Regions from separate parts of the Mus musculus genome. Here region 2 is linked to region 1. The links are chromatin contacts, called in public Hi-C maps. All regions are on one chromosome and are shown on one strand. Each heading gives the region's core, a stretch centred on a gene start, on an enhancer-like site or on the middle of the called end of the contact. The rest is flanking DNA. Distances are from core to core; before and after follow the strand shown.

Region 1 (7,921 bases), core at 3,384-5,883:
GTGACGAACGCTAGGATAAGGCTTACAGACCGAGCTCACCCTCATACCAACTGTCCCCACACTGTCTCTAGAGTGTCCTGTAATACAGAGACAACAACGAACAGCTTAGAGCCCAGAGCCCCAGGTAGACAGAACTGGGGCTTAAATATACAAGGACTGCTCTATTGTCACCGCTGCTCCCAGACTGGGACGAGTTAGCCAAAAGTCATTGCAACCGTTTAAGGACCATTGATTGGTTGAGAGAAAGCCGCTTTTCTCCGACTTCACTGATTCAGCAGAACTGACTCTCTTTACAAGGACGTTAGAGCTGAGTTTTGCAATTTAAGCCCTCGGTATCCAATTCCCCCCACCTATCACCTTTACCACCGCCTGTCCCTTCCCACACCCCCACACCTGCCCCCCCCCCCCCCCCCCCCGCTCCAACAGAAAAGCTGTTGGGTCATAATTTTGTTGTTGACGGTGTTTTGTTTTGTTGGGCTTTTTGAGATGAACTCTTAACTGGTACCAGGTGAACTCAGACTGCTACACAGCTGAGGGGGCCCTTGAATTCCTGATCCTCCTGCCTCTACTCCCCAAATGCTAGGATGGCAAGCATGTGCTCTTATGCCTAGTTACCTGGTTCATAATTGAATCAAGATAGAACACAAACTAGTGTTGTGTTTTGTTTTTGGTATTTTTTTGTTTGTTTTGCTTTATTTTGTCTTTTTTTTTTCAAGACAGGGTTTCTCTGTGTAGCCCTGGCTGTCCTGGAACTCACTTTGTAGACCAGGCTGGCCTCGAATTCGCAAAGATCCACTTGCTTCTGTCTCCCAAGTTCTGGGATTAAAGGCATGTGCTACCACACCTGGCCCCTATTGGTTGTTTTAAACATAGATCCAAAGTCACATATACACCGAATCAAAGTAGGATACACTGTAAGAATAAACTACTGTCTATAACCCCAGAACCCAGAAGTAACCATTACAAACACATCAGCAGATAGCTTTTGCTTTTTCATATGTCGATTCACATACAGATTACGGTCTCCTTGGAATCATCAGTACTATTTTTGTAATTTTTTTTCACTTAATAAAATGGCAACATTTTTCTGCATATTTAAACCGTTTCTTACGTTACGACTTTTATAACTGAATAATTTCAGCTTACAGCTAGAACTTGTATAATCATGATCCTTTAATTGCACATATGGGTTTTTTTTTTTAATCTGGTTTTGCAATATTAAAAAATATTTTCAGGCAACTGCCCTGCAGGTAAAGCTCAGATGATTTCTTCTGGGCTTATTACTCAAAATGAAATCTCTGAGGTAAAGGAGTCACAGGTTAGGGATCGTATACTTATCCCTGTCAGAAATGCTGAGCCTCTTGAGTACCTGCCAGCTGTTTAACGTGTTTATATGTGTTTCTTATCTACATTGTTTATTTAAAATTTTTTTTCTGGGGGCTGGAGCAATGGCTCAGGGGGTTAAGAGCACTGGCTCTTTTTGAAGAGGACCTGGTTCAGTTCCTAGCACCTGCCTGATGGTTGGCACATCTTTAACTCTAGTTCCAGGGGCTATGACACCTTCTTATAAGTCTCTACAGGCACCAGGCACACAGGTGGGGCGAACACACACACACACACACACGAACACAGATAAAATAAAAACAAATCTTTGAAAAAAAAACCCACATTTTTTTTCTATTTGAATTCTGTTGACCAATTTATTGTTGTTGTTTTGGTTTTTGGTTTTTTGAGACAGGGTTTCTCTGTATAGCCCTTGTTGTCCTGGAACTCACTCTGTAGACCAGGCTGGCCTCGAACTCAGAAATCCGCCTGCCTCTGCCTCCCAAGTGCTGGGATTAAAGGCGTGTGCCACCACTGCCCGGCTTGTTTTGTTGTTTTGAGGTAGTGTACATATACATACCTCAGGCTGGCTTCAGACTCATGATCCTCTTGCCTCAGCCTCTTGAGTGATTGAATTATTAAACACTCTCTCTCTCTCTCTCTCTCTCTCTCTCTCTGTATATATATATATATATATATATATATATATATATATATATATATATATATATATATGCATGCAGTGCCCACAGAGGCCAGAAGAGGGCGTTAGATCCCTGGAACCGAAGTTATAGACAGTTGTGACCCACCCTGTGGTGCTTGGTTCTCTGGAAGAGCAGCGAGTGACTTAACCACTGAGCTCTCCCCAGCCCACTATTCCCTTGTTTTAACTTTTCCCCTTTCTATTCTCTTCTTTACTAACCTCTGCCAATTTCTGTTCTTTGGTATTGCCTTTGGGCCCAGTTCCTTCAGTGCATACACTGCCGGTTTCCAACCTTTCCTCCCTAAAGTACTACCTTTATTTTTTACAATCCACTTGCCGCTCTCACCCACAAAGTCCCGAGGTACGTTAGGGGGTCATTCTTAGTGCTGTACATTCTACAGCTTTGAGCAATGACTCATGGCCTGTTACCATCTTTACACGATGACACAGAGTAGTTGTCACTTTACAAGATAAATAAATCTTTCACGCTCTGCATATTTATTGTTCTCTCTCACAAACCTTTGGCTGATCTTTTTACTGTCTCTGTAGTTTTGCCTTTCAACTAGATACAGTGCTATATACTTACAATTATACAGTATATATAATTTTTTTCATATCAATGTGCACTTAAGTCTCCTCTGTATGGCTTCACTTGTGTGTGTGCACGCACATGAGTGCTTTCTATAAAACAAGGCTTTACTCATCCTCAGCAACTAGAGAGAGGCTAGCCCGGTGGTGCCTCAGTGGAGGATGCTGTCTGTGGTCTTGAGCTTCTGCCTTTCTGTCTCAGTCTGCTTCAGCTCATCTTTCCTTCTGCCCAGGGGGTTTTAGGTAACTGTAGGCCAAGCCAGGGACCAGAGCAGAGTATTGGCCATGCTTGATGAGGGGAGAGACTTGAACGGGAGGCACCTTCTTGTCGGTGACCTTCTGAACACCTATCTATGTACCTTTTTAAAACAGAGTCCCAAGTAGCCCAGCCTGGCCTCCAGTTTACCATGTAGCCGAGGTTGAGTTTGAAGCTATGCTCCTCATGCCTCGACCCTCTCTACAGTTGGGATTACAGGTGTGCAGTGCCACACCCAGTTTCCGTAGTACTAGGGATTGAACCTGTTACTCTAGGCTTGCCAGGCAAGCTATTAAGTGTGAGCCACATGCTCTGTGCCCTGTGCCTGCCAGCCCCATGTCTTCTCATGGCTCTGTAGTTCACTTCTTTGCTAGAAATGGTATTTAGTTTGTCCTTTCATCTGCTGGAGGAGATCTGGGATGTTGCCAGGCCTGGGGCAATTAGAAATAAAAAAACGGCTGAAGCTGGGTGTGGTGGTGCCTTTAATCCCAGCACTCAGGAGGCAGAGGCAGGCGGATTTCTGAGTTCGAGGACAGCCTGTTCTACAAAAGTGAGTTCCAGGACAGCCAGGGCTAAACAGAGAAACCCTATCTAGAAAAACAAACAAACAAACAAAAAAACAGCTGCAAGCATCCTTGCACAGACGTTATGGGGTGTACTAAATTTTAAATATTCCTATTCTTATACACAGTTATCAACTTATATCTCTGCCTTTGGGAAATGCCTGCCATGATTTTCTATGCCAACATTTCTAAACCTGTGGTGTGGCCACCATAAAGACCCCTGTTTCGCACTGTATTATGGATAAATGAGATCAGCAACCCCAAGATGTGCTCTCTACAACTTTAACTCTGAAGGACCTTGAGCTCTTCTGTAGGTCTTGCCTGGGTAAAGCCCGCTTCACTGTGAACTGTGTGTCTGGTCATACCATGTTTCACAGGCTGGGTCAAAAGTGCTGCTTGTTGTGGGATGAAACTTTCAGTTTCAAAATAAAATCTATACAGCCAGCACATAGAATAGCATTCAACTTGTAGATTTGTCAACGCTTGAAGTACCACAGTTTAATTATAGAAATGCCTTATTTGAAATGTTCATTTACTTAGATGCAAACATACACACACACACACACCACATTCAAATAATAAAAATAGCAGGGTGGTGATGACATATGCCTTTAATTCCAGGCCTTGGGAGGCAAAGATCAGTGGATCTTTCTGAGTGCAAGTCCAGCCTAGTCTACAGAGTTAGCTATAAGATAGCCAAGGCTACACAAAGAAGCCCTATCTTGAAAAACCAACCAACCAAACAACCAAACAAAGTAAAAAATTTAAAAATAAGAAAAGTGGAAAGTCCCCTTCTAACGGGGAGGACTTCACTGCCAGTCTCTGCCTTATTAAACACACTAAATGGAACAAGCAAAGCTGTATGCTGAGGAGAGACGTGTGAAAAGCTTTGTGGCTGTGTCTACAGGCATGACCCATGTGCATCGTGCTTGCACGCGCTCACACAATACAACTATCCTTAAAGGGGACGACCTACTCCAGCTCAAATGACTGATTTTATATCTTGGTTTTTAATAAAATGATTCCCAGACTGCTTAATGGCAAAGGTATTGCTTTATCATACCCACAAGGACCCTGAAGTTACAGCCACAGTTGTTACTGCTCTAACAACACCACGGTGGGCGGGAGGAGCTTGCCTCTCCAGTTTGCATGCAAAGGGACGGGCTTCCTGCCTGCGCCCACTAGGGAAACTCTATGAGCTTGAGTTACACCTAGGAAAGACGTAAGGTAAGGGCGGGAACCTCTTTAATCTTATGGGCGTAGACCAGGTCTGCACTCAGGAAACCATGTATCCCTTCTTACAGTTCTCAAAGCTGGGATCCTTACTCATAGGCTACTGATACTTGGAGAATGATTTCAAAGAATAGAAAACAAGCTATTGTTGTTATTATTTATGACAGTCAATATCTAACTATGATTGTTTTTTTGTTTTTTGGTTTTTTTTTTTGTTGTTGTTGTTGTTTTTTTGGTAAGAGATTGTAAGAGTTTGGTAATAATTTGATACTGTGTTTGGTTTTTTAGTTCTTGAATTTAAAATTTGGTGTTTGGGGCTGAGGAGACAGCTCAGAGCGTAAACTGCTGACCCCACAAGTGTGAGGAGCCCAGAGCCCCAGGTAAAAAAGCCAGACACTCAAGTTTGACCTCTGATCTCAACACTCACATGCAGGTTCAACCCCATGAACATGCACATATACATACACACATACACAAGAAAAGGGAGGGAGGGAGGGAGGGAGGGAGGTGGGGGGAGGATTTGGTGCCATCAATACTGGATATTCCAAAGATTCTCAACTGAGATATCTATCAGGGAGCTGGAGAGATGGCTCAGCAGTTAACAGTACTGGCTGGACTTCTAGAGGACCCAGGGTTCAATTCCCAGCACCCACATGGCAGCTCACAGCTATCTGGAACTCCAGTTCCTGGGATCTGTAACCATCACACAGGCATACATGCAGGCAAAACACCAATGAACATAAAATAAGAATAAATAATTTAAAAGAGTAAAAGAGAGATAGATGCTTTGCAGGAGCCTGTAACCGGGTGGCAGGCTCCGTCCACACCCTCTTGCCGCCTATCCTTGTGTCTAACCTCATGCCTGCTCTCGGTTGTCGGATATCGGAGCTCCTTCAGCTTCTGCAGTCAGCCTGTTTCCAGGCCCTCGCAGAGTTTTTCTCCTAATTATTTCTATGACTTAGCCCCAACTCCCACCCTAAATATGAATTCCACATTTGAAGCCATGCACTGGAGACTTCACCAAGCCTAAGTCTGTTTAAAACGAAAGGCGGAGTTTGTACCCACTCAAGGGTTCTCCACTGCAAACAACAGAAACCCACTCTGGCTAACTCAGGCAGAGAAGAAACTCACTGAGAGGGTATCAAGTGGCCTGCTCGTTGGCAGGAAAGTTGGAAGAACAGCCACAGGAAGCTGGCAAGAAAACCCAGGAAGTCTAGGGCACAGAGAGCAAGGCCAACTTCACCTACGGACAGAAGCGGGTGGGGACGCTGCGCTGGTATTTGCTGTGGTCGCCGCCCCCCAACATTATCACGGAGATTCCTCGCTTTCTCAGTCCCTTTTTAAGCTCCATGCCGCTCTCTCGCTTATACTATACAAATGGCTTAGGTCACGTGCCTGGGCCCCAGCTGCCAAAGATAACCTCTGACTCCCCTCAGCTTCCCACAGAAAGAAATTAATCGCTGTATATTTTCATCTTCATTTTTCTCCTGTCCCTAGCTTCCCACTTTCAGTAAATGCTACCACCATTCTTTCCATGGCCAGGAACCTGGGGGACCCTCCTTTATGCCTTCCTCCTTACTCAGTTCCGGGAGGCCACCAGCCAAGCGGGCCAGCAAGGGATCTGTGCATTGTTTTCCTTCACCCTATTTTCTTCTGGATGTTTCTGCAACTGCTCTCCGGCCAGCGACATCCCTACTCAATCCTAATTGGATTCCACACTTCCACTCCCTCCTCCCGTTTATCCACCCACAGGTTAATCTCCACAAAGCAGTTCTTTGATCACACCACTGTTTCTCAAACTGTATTGCTGAGAAGTGCTTCACCTGGGCGTCCACAGAGTTCCAGGAAACCCCCAAAGACACAAAAGGCGAACAGGTGCCTTGAGAAGAACTTGGCCTTTAGAAGCAAACTGATATGGGTTCAAATTTTGATCCCTCCCCAACCCCCTCCCCCCTTTTCTAGTCCCTACACTTTCAGGTTCCTCTTCCCGGTCTGAAGAGTCGGAATAATGAGATCCATCTCGTGAGGGCATCCGTAAGTCATCACTTTGAAAGTTTAAATGGCGGTACACGTTGTATTTAGGTTGCAACATCACCCACACCGATGCTTACAATGGACAATATTCAACTTCAGACCTGTCTAGTTCAAGATGGTTCAGTACGGTTGTCATCACTCTGGGTTCAGCACAGGCAGGTTAGGATCAGCACGCTACATGTTTTGGGGGGGAGGGGGGGCAAGCAGCAAACTAGTCATCATTTATAGCCCTGTTCCTAATTTCAAACAACTGACTTACAAATGACCTTTCGGGAATATTTTATTTGCAAGGAGAGAGCTTCCTGTGTAATTACCTTTGAGAATTAAATCCCCCTAGTTGGCTGCTTTCCATCCTAACGTTGATGTTTGAAAATACTTTCTTGTAGAATTTTAATTTTGTAAAAGGCTGCTTGTGAATCCCCAAAGGGGCAAAGAGCCAGTGTGCCTGACAGACACCTGAAAATTATTAACTATTATCTCTAAGGCTTGCCCAACGTCTGTTAAAATGCTGAAGCTCAAGCACATAAAAAGGAAACTTTAAAGCTGATTCTCTAACGGACAGGTTTGGTTATTGGTTCAACACGTTCAGACCCCACTCCTCGGCATCACGGCTAAGTCAGCACTGGGAGAAAGCCCCAGGAGATTCTCTTCCCTGAGCTAATCAGAGATGGCACCATTAGGGTTGCCAACATTAGGTTCAGTTGGTGTCCATTCATTTACTCATGAATCCCTGAAACAACGACCCACCCCCACCCCCACCCCCTCCCCCTCCCCCTCCCCACACACCCACCCGTGCAAGGCATGGCTAGCAAGCCACAGGATAGATCTCAGCACTTACCCAGACCTTGCAGCACGGCTCATCTCTTCCTTTGGAAAGCAGGTAGGACTTGAGAAGTCTTAGATGAAAGACAACACTCAAGTCAACACTGGTAGTAATCATGGAGTAAGTATATTTTATTATATATTTATTATTATTTGTTTATCTATCTATTTAGGTTTCTCTGTGTAACCCTGGCTGTCCTGGAACTTACTCTGTAGATCAGGCTGGCCTTAAACTGACAGAGATCCACCTGCCCCAACTCCCGAGTGCCAGGATAAAGGTGTGTGCCAACCTCACCTGGCTAGTTTCATTTTTTAAAAAAATATTCAAACAATAAAATTCAAGGGGCTGAAAAGATAGCATTCCTTTACAAAACAATTTCTCTTGACACTAAAAAGAAT
Region 2 (7,921 bases), core at 3,810-6,309, 58 kb after region 1:
AGAGCTCTTCCCAGCAGCATGAAATCTCAGCAAGGCTTGTGTGGGGTCCCTTCTTTCCTCCCACCTTTACGTGAGTTCCAGGATGGAACCGGGCTCACCCAGCTGTCATGCAGTCCTTCTGTTACGGTGTTTGTTTGTTTGCTCATTTGCTTTTAAAGTAAGCTCTACTCTTAGCATGTCACCAAGGTCAACCACCACCCCTCACTTCACCCTGTCTTTGCTGTTGACACTGGAATATAGAAATCAAGCACTGTACAGGGACTTCTTCCTGCGATGCTTTTTTCCAGGCATATTGGAAAAAAATTTTTTTAAGTTTTTCTCTAGAGGGCTTTATGAACTAATGAGAAATTTGAGACATGGCTTTATTAAAAACTAATTAACTGCATTTTAAAGTAGTATGAATTAGATGGAATAGCCACATTTCCATAATTAAAACTTAGCCCAAAGCTCTTTGAATGATGCTCCTCAGCAGGTAACCTTTGCAGACACAGTGTAGGTAGAGAGACAAATGTGGTCATCTCTCATAGTTTACCCGTATGAATTGTTAAAGATAAGCTTATCTTTAGACACTTAAATAAGATGGTGTTTTAATCTCTAGTTTAATTATGTTACTACAATGTAAGTGGTACATAAATAGCTATTATATTTCATTGTTTAGAGAATAACAACTGAAGAAGCATGTTTGTGTGTGTGTATATGTGTATACGCACATATGTATGTATGAATGCGATCACTGGGTAGATAAAAGAATAAAAAGTAGAGGAGACTTTCCATGTTTCTAGCTGGTTGGCTGAATAAATGGTTATATAACATGTACCAGAGTGAAGAAGAAAGGAAAAGAAACGGGATAGAGAATAAGACTAGAGAGCAAGGCTGTCTGGACCTGAGGAATTTGAGGTCACTTCAATAGAAGTGCCCTTAGGTCTTCACCTTAAGATAAACACCTAAGACTTGTATTTGGGAACAGTATTAGCATCTAGCTGATAGCTGGAGTCTGAGAATTGATGGCTTTAAATGAGAATAAAATAGGCCTAAGCTTATACCATAGAAAAGATAGGAAACCTAGCAGGTAATATAATATAGATGCAGGAAAGGAGAAATGATCCCTCAGCAAGGACCAAGAGACAAAGGCAGAGTGCGCAGAGTGCCTGGGGATGGGCAAAGGAGTAAGGAGGGTGCTGAGAACACTGGTGGTAGGTGGGTTGGTTCTCATGGAGAAAAGCCTATTCACAGGCTTAGAGAAGGAACAAATAGTGATCTGTGCTTACAGGAAAGGGCTTGCAGCAGAGGCCCAGAAAAAGACTTTTATCTAAGAATACAGGAAAGATAATGGAAGCACAGATAAAGGTGGGTGGGTTCCATATCTGTATATCAAAACCACTGCGGACTGAGCTGGTGTGCTGGCACAGATCTGTAACCCCAGTACTCTGGAGACAAAGGCAGGTGGATTTCAGTGAATTCGAGGCCAGCCTGGTCTACAGAGCAAGTTTCTGGACAGCCAGGACTACACAGAGAGAAGCCCTGCCTTGAAAAAGAAAAGAAACAACTGCAAACTGAAAATACTGGAAGTGTGTGTTTGTCTGTGTGTGTATGCGCGTACGTGTACACGGCTGGCGTTGAGACTCGGAAAATAATATCCTCAAGTATTTTGTCATAAAGGACATTCGAGGGGCCTCACAACCAACATCTCTCTAACTTTCTCCTACCATCTTTTTTTGCTCCTCATATAAGAATATGAATTCAAGAAATAAGATTTTCAAGGTGAGTCATGGCAATCAAACCCTTGTCATAGTTAAGCTCCAGTTGTCCGTTTGACAGACTTGAGGAAAGGGAATTGCCCTTCAGATTGGCTTGTATATTTTCACTTTCTTAATGGCTAAGAGATGATGGAGGGTTCAACCTACTGTGGGTAGCAACATCCCTAGGTAGATGGGTGTGAGCTGTATAGGAAAGTTAGCTGAGCAAGCCAGGGGAAGCATATGCAGTTCTTGCCTTGGTTTCCCTTTAATAATGGACAGTAACTTGTGAGCTGAGGAAAAAAACAGCCTTTCTCTCCCCTGCACCCCCACAAAAAAGGGAAAACTAGGACTAATCCCCTTTCTCCAAAGCAGCCCATAATGCTTATAATTACCTGTAACTTTCTCCCCACCTTTCTGTATAAGATCTGACCATGGAGAAATTCTGGCCAATCTTACTTCATAGTAGATAACAAGACTCTTATTCCAAAGTGATCCCGTCATATACCTGGAAGGCAGGCAGGCAGGCAGGCAGGCAGGCAGGCAGGCAGGCCGGCCGGCCTAAGACAAAGAAGGATGGGCTTTGCTACATTCAGCTCGTACCCTTTTCATCCAATAGCATAATGACGGGGTATATTCTTCATTAAAAAAGAGTTTTCCTTGGGCCTTTGACTCTTCGGTATGAAGGTCTTCTTTCACATTAAGTTGATTAAGTAGATGTGTTATTCTTCTGCTGATCTTTCCTTAGCTGACTCTGTCTGTGGTGACAGGGAGGAAGAGACTGTTCCAGTCTCTCACGTCACTGTAGGGTATTAGCACTACACTTTTCATTTCTCATTTCTAATGAGCAGATTGCTGGGGATGAAAACATTTTAGGTTCTGGTACAAAAGCAGCTTGTGAAAATCAGGGTTTATTTGGGTTCCTGATGTGACGTTATGGTCTGTCATGGTGGGAAAGGCATGATGACAGTATCTTGAAGTAGCTGGTCACATTGCATCTACAACCAGGAAGCAGGGGGAAGTGTTGATACTCAAGTCTACTTGTTCCCTTTTATTTAATCCTGAACCCCAGCCCATGGAGTGTAAGTAGCTCCACCTACACTCAGGGAAGAAGGGTCTTCCTGTGTCAGCTCAGCTTAGAAATGCCGGCATCCAGAGGGTTTGTCTCCAGTGATGACCATGCAACTAACTGTCACAGTTCCTTTCAGCACCTTGTCCCCTTCTTCTTCCTTCTCTCGTCTTACCTCCCCTCTCTTCCTCCCTTTCCTCTGTTCCTTCTCTTCCTCTTCTCCTGTTCTCTTGCCACTGTTTCCAGCTCTCCCTCCTTTCTCCTGGGTTTCCTTCCCTCATTCCTTTCCCCTCTTCCTTCACTGCCCACTTCTCCTTTTCTTTTGATCCACAATCAGTCTAATTAGTGCTATGCCATACTCTGCCACTAGACCAGCCCTTTTCTTTGGCATCTTGAACAACTTTTAGATACAGTATTCATATACTTGAAAGAGTTTGTATAGGTCTTTCAGGAGGGATGTCCAACAAAGTAGATAGTAGATAGTTCTCAAACATAGTAACTAAGAGTAGGAGCCTAGCTTTCTGGCCCAAACTCAGATTTATTTGAGAAGAAAGAATTACCAATCTAATATAATCTATAAGTAAATTATTAGTACTCTTATCTTATCAAATTGATGTGGAGAAAAAGGTTGGTTGTGTCATACTGCAGAAGAGAAAGAAGTGGTTTTGCTAATCCTAGATAGAAAGCACTTCTTAACTTCAAGAGGCTGTCATCATGCAGTTTAAAGAACTATAGAACCAGCTGAAATTGGGAGGTTAAAGTTAACATACAACTGCTTCTGGCTCCCTGGGAATCATTATTAAGAATCTGAAGGCTTCCTAATTTGTGATGACTCAGACGCACTCCGCAGCTCACTTAAGTCTCATTAGTCTCTCCATTGCTTACCTATTGATGATCTGTACCAGTTGTTAATCAGAACAGTTGCTTTCTGAATTCTTATTGTAGAATACTCTTTTAAAGGCTCCCACTTTCCCACAAGGTTATTGGAAATAAATGTAGGTGGTTTTCCACATTCCACTTCTATCAGCTTACAGATTCATTGATCCTGTGTAGTCTCCTCTCCTTCACAGCTCTGCATGTTCCGTTTGGGTTACGGTTCATTTATTAACTATTTTTTTGTGTGTGAATGTGTTTATAGCAGTCATATTACTTGTGTTTATTTTGGGTTGGTATAGGTTTTTTGTAAATACAAAGTTTTAAAGTAACAAATTGAAGAAAATCCTCTGCCACCTTCAATACTTTTTTGTGAATCTGTTGTTTAGTTGACTTCAGAAGTGCTCACACAAAAAATACATTGTAACTCTTTCTCCCTTCCTCACTTCTTCCCCTCACCACCACTCCCCCCCCCCCTTCAGAGGTGCCTCTGTAATAACAGCCTCTCACATGAAAAAAAAACCATTATATTCATTGTCACCTGGCTTTACATGGTGTGAGACAGACTGAAATATCTCTGACTTTACGTTACTTGTCAGCATCAATGGTTTAAAATGAGTGTATACAAGCAGTCGTGAATTGTTTTATCTTATAGATTAATTGATACTACTATAGCTTGTAACATTTTAAAATAATTTTGAAAATGACTTAATTATGTTTATTAGTGAAATGGTTATATCATATATAGTCTAAATATTTAGGTTTTAAAATTAATGAAAAGTGATTATTCTTTATGCTCCAAGTGGGTTTCATTTTAAACAAAAGCAAAAGGAAGAAGGAAGTGTGACCTGCCACTGCACGCACAGTGTTTATTTTTATTTCCTACCCAAAAAAATGATCACTTTTGTACTTCTGAAGTGGTATTTATAGAAATGGTACTGTGTTGCAGTTTCAGAAGAAGGAGAACTTGGGTTTGGATTTGAAGCTGTGGATGAGGAGCAGCTGAAGCACCCAAGCCTCCAACCAGCCTCAAGCCAGCGCATGGCTGTGGCAATCACGTCTGTTAGCTGTCTCTGTGGCCTGAGGCAGTTCTGTTTCCTGTTTGCTTGCTCTCCTTCAGCTTCTTTGTGTCACTTTATCAATGAGCAGAAAACTTTTAGCTCAGAGAGCAAAGGGACAGGAGAGGGACTGTCTTAAGCATGTTTTACTTGTGTCAGCCTAGATGGGCTTTGTGATAGGCCATCTGGATGGAGAGGATTTCCTCAGAATGTCAAGTATGTCGTGAGATTTTGAGCTGGGGTTTTCTTGCAGTGTCCGGAAAGGCAGCAGGAAACAGGCAGAAATGCTAAGAGCGGAAGACAGCTTGCCAGTGGCTTCAGTGTGTGATTCCTGTATGTAGAAGAGTCCTGTCTGTCACACTTGACTTGCTTGAACAAAAGAGGCTGGAGGTGGGGACTAATCAAGATCCTGTTCTTCCCTGCACTCTTAAGTGTGCCCGAAAAGAATGGCATAAGTGTTGGCCTAAGTGCTCTGAGTACTTAAAACTGCTCACTTTATAACAAGTGTGTGCTACACGGTTTTCTTCTCCTAAGAAGCATACTCTTCTTAGATATTAATTAGATATTAATCCTTTCTCAAGAATAATATATTACATAAGTTAGTTATGTAATGTACTATTATCCTTGAGAAAAGAATAGAAAGCACTAGCTTTTCGTGGACAGCAATTTAAAATAGTGCCTCCTAAAAAATCAGATTGTATATTTCATCCTCAGTCAGGTCCAACCAAAGCCCTCATGGAAACAGAATTATCTGCACATATTTTAAATTTTGTATTGGATTAATGATAGAATAGTTACTATTTTTTTGAAACTAGGTACCATCCTTGGATTACAGTAGTAAAATGACCTTTTTTCATGTTTTTTTTTTAATTAAGATATTTATTTGTTTTATGTATGTATGCTCTATCTGCAATTATACCTATGTGCCAGAAGACGGGGCATCAGATCCCATTGTAATTGGTTGCAAGCCACCGCATGATTGCTGGGAATTGAACTCGGGGACCTCTGGAAGAGCAACCAATGCTCCTAACTGCTGAGTCATCTCTCCATCCCCCTTTTTCATTTTCTTAAACACAATTTTTTGTGTTATATGCTAGATGACTTTTAGTGACAATAGCTTACAAGGGAAAAGCAGTCTTTTTTAAAGTAGATAAGTGTGTCTCAGTGTTCTGTTGCTGTGAACCATGGCCAAAACAACTCTTCTGAAAGAAAGCTTGGAATGAGGGGCTTCCGTACTGTCTCAGAGGTTTAGTCAATTATGCTCATGGTGGGGAGTGTGATAGCATGCAGGCAGGTGCTGGAAAAGAAGCTGAGAGCACCTGGTCCTCCAGCAAGGCCACACCTCCTAAGTAGTGTCACCCCATGGTAACTAAGTATTCAAATATATGAGCCTGTGGGGACCATCCTTATTTAAACCACCCAAAGTATTATTTCACTTTCAAAATCAGAAAGGAGTCTTGCTTTTGTTATCATTGTATTGTTAAACAGAGGTAATGAATATTACTGATTACTACAAATTTAAAATACCTGAGTTTTAAAATATTATTTAGTTAAAAACTCTTCTTCTAGAAGATTTTTACTTCGGAAATAAGATATTCAGATTAGTAAGAAACATTAAACCCTGCCCGAGTGTGTCTATATGTGCATTTGTGTTTCCAGCATAGACCTTTTCCTTTGGTTTGTTGTTTTGTTTTTAAATTTGTTTATTTTATGTGTATGAGTACACTGTGGCTGTCTTAAGACACACCTGAAGATCTTATTACAGATGAGCCACCATGAGGTTTCTGGGAATTGAACTCAGGACCTCTGGAAGAGCAACCAGTGCTGTATGTGTGTGTGTGTGTGTGTGGTGTGTGTGTGTGTGTGTGTGTGTGTGTGTGTGTGTGTGTGTGTGTGTGCGCGCGCGCGCGCACGCTTTCCTTACAGTTATTTCCTGGAATTAATCTTAGCTATTGCAGAATGCAAATTGGCATTGACTCTTTGATATAGAGTTACATCATTTCTGACTCTCTGCAGACGTATTTAATGACAACCCAGTCCGGTTAATAGTCAAACAATAAAGGTAAGTTGCTGGGTGATGAAGAAGTGCCTCTGCCAGTAGGGAAAAAACAAACTTCTGTATCTCTTTCTCCTTTTTTCCCCCTGTTCCACTAACTGGCAAATTAGTTATAGATTTTGTTGTGTCTTTAAGAGGAGGTATTTGAAGGCCTTGGAGTACTTTGTAATGATTCCATACCTCTCGTTACTGGTAATATGCATTGAATATCATATTTATAAGTTTACAGAAGGATTTTCACTTAATTGAACAAAAAAGTCCATAACATAATTTTACTTTACTCTTTGGGGTCCCTCCAAGCCTCATGCCAGCAGAGGAAGGATTCTCTGTGCAAGAAGGAGACCCTGGTCAGCGCTCCTCAGTAGCTGGTGCTAGTTCAAACTTCCAGTCTTGACACTAGACAGTTAATCTTAGACATATTTAAGTACAGTACAGTACAGTTTGGGAGAAAAGTTTCCTGGTAACAATGATCTCAACCCCACGTTCACAAAAAAACTTAAAGTGTAAAACTCTTTTGTCAAGCACATTTGACTTGTAGAGTGAAGATGGGTTCTGTAAGGGCCTGGGATCTGGTGTGCTGTCTGACTGAGACAGCTTAGAGGAGAGCAGGCTATCACGTGACATTCCCTACTAAGGGTGGTGTATTGTCTAAGAAACAGCGCTTAAGATAAAGCTCTGGGGAGGGAGAGTCTGGGATAAACGTACTAATCTGGGATCCCTGAGCTATCTATTCCCAGCCTCCTGGGTGGAAGGCATGCCTATGTATCCTCCTGTTGAAGAGACCAGCCGTGTGCTCAACAGCCCTGGTTTCTCTAGTCCTTATCTGTGAGCAGGAGGACCTCAAAAGTACTCTTTACAAAACTTTTTTGTGTGTGTGGCAGGGTGGTGCTTGCACACTCCTTTAATCCCAGCACTTGGGTGACAGAGGCAGGTGGATCTTTGTGAGTTTGAGGCTAGCCTGATCTACAGAGTTCCTGGATAGTCAAGGCTACATAGAGAGAAACCATCTCCTAAAACCACAAACAAAAAATTACTTTGCTTACATTTTTTTTATAGGAAATTCATCTGAAAATTCTCTGAAATCCTATTTCCCAGAGACTTGTTCCTGCATTTCCGTGTGTTTACCAAC

What was found. Hi-C and Micro-C count contacts between places; a contact is called where the count stands out from the background.
Region 2: a contact with region 1 is called in a Hi-C map of centroblasts, with 2.3 times the contacts expected there. The contact joins two enhancer-like sites. A contact is called at or near these places in 5 of 39 promoter capture datasets (the C10 cell line, the HPC-7 cell line, embryonic stem cells and 2 more), 1 of 15 datasets of contacts at CTCF or cohesin (CD8 T cells), 11 of 484 Hi-C or Micro-C datasets (B cells, CD8 T cells, CD8 central memory T cells and 7 more) and 2 of 115 datasets of contacts at active chromatin or transcription factors (bone marrow-derived macrophages and embryonic stem cells).

What each region holds. Positions count from the first base shown.
Region 1 is chr17:83,335,263-83,343,183 of GRCm38.p6, forward strand. No RefSeq gene overlaps it. Among named protein-coding and RNA genes, the nearest start is that of Eml4, 12 kb to the right of the region's middle. Within about 2 kb of position 4,634, at least 20 of the 459 cell types and tissues checked have an H3K27ac peak or open chromatin away from gene starts, as enhancers often do. A contact at or near this core is called in B cells, centroblasts and centrocytes, where this site is marked.
Region 2 is chr17:83,392,887-83,400,807 of GRCm38.p6, forward strand. All of the region lies in intron 1 of Eml4 (echinoderm microtubule associated protein like 4), which reads left to right. Among named protein-coding and RNA genes, the nearest start is that of Eml4, 46 kb to the left of the region's middle. Within about 2 kb of position 5,060, at least 147 of the 459 cell types and tissues checked have an H3K27ac peak or open chromatin away from gene starts, as enhancers often do. A contact at or near this core is called in B cells, centroblasts and centrocytes, where this site is marked.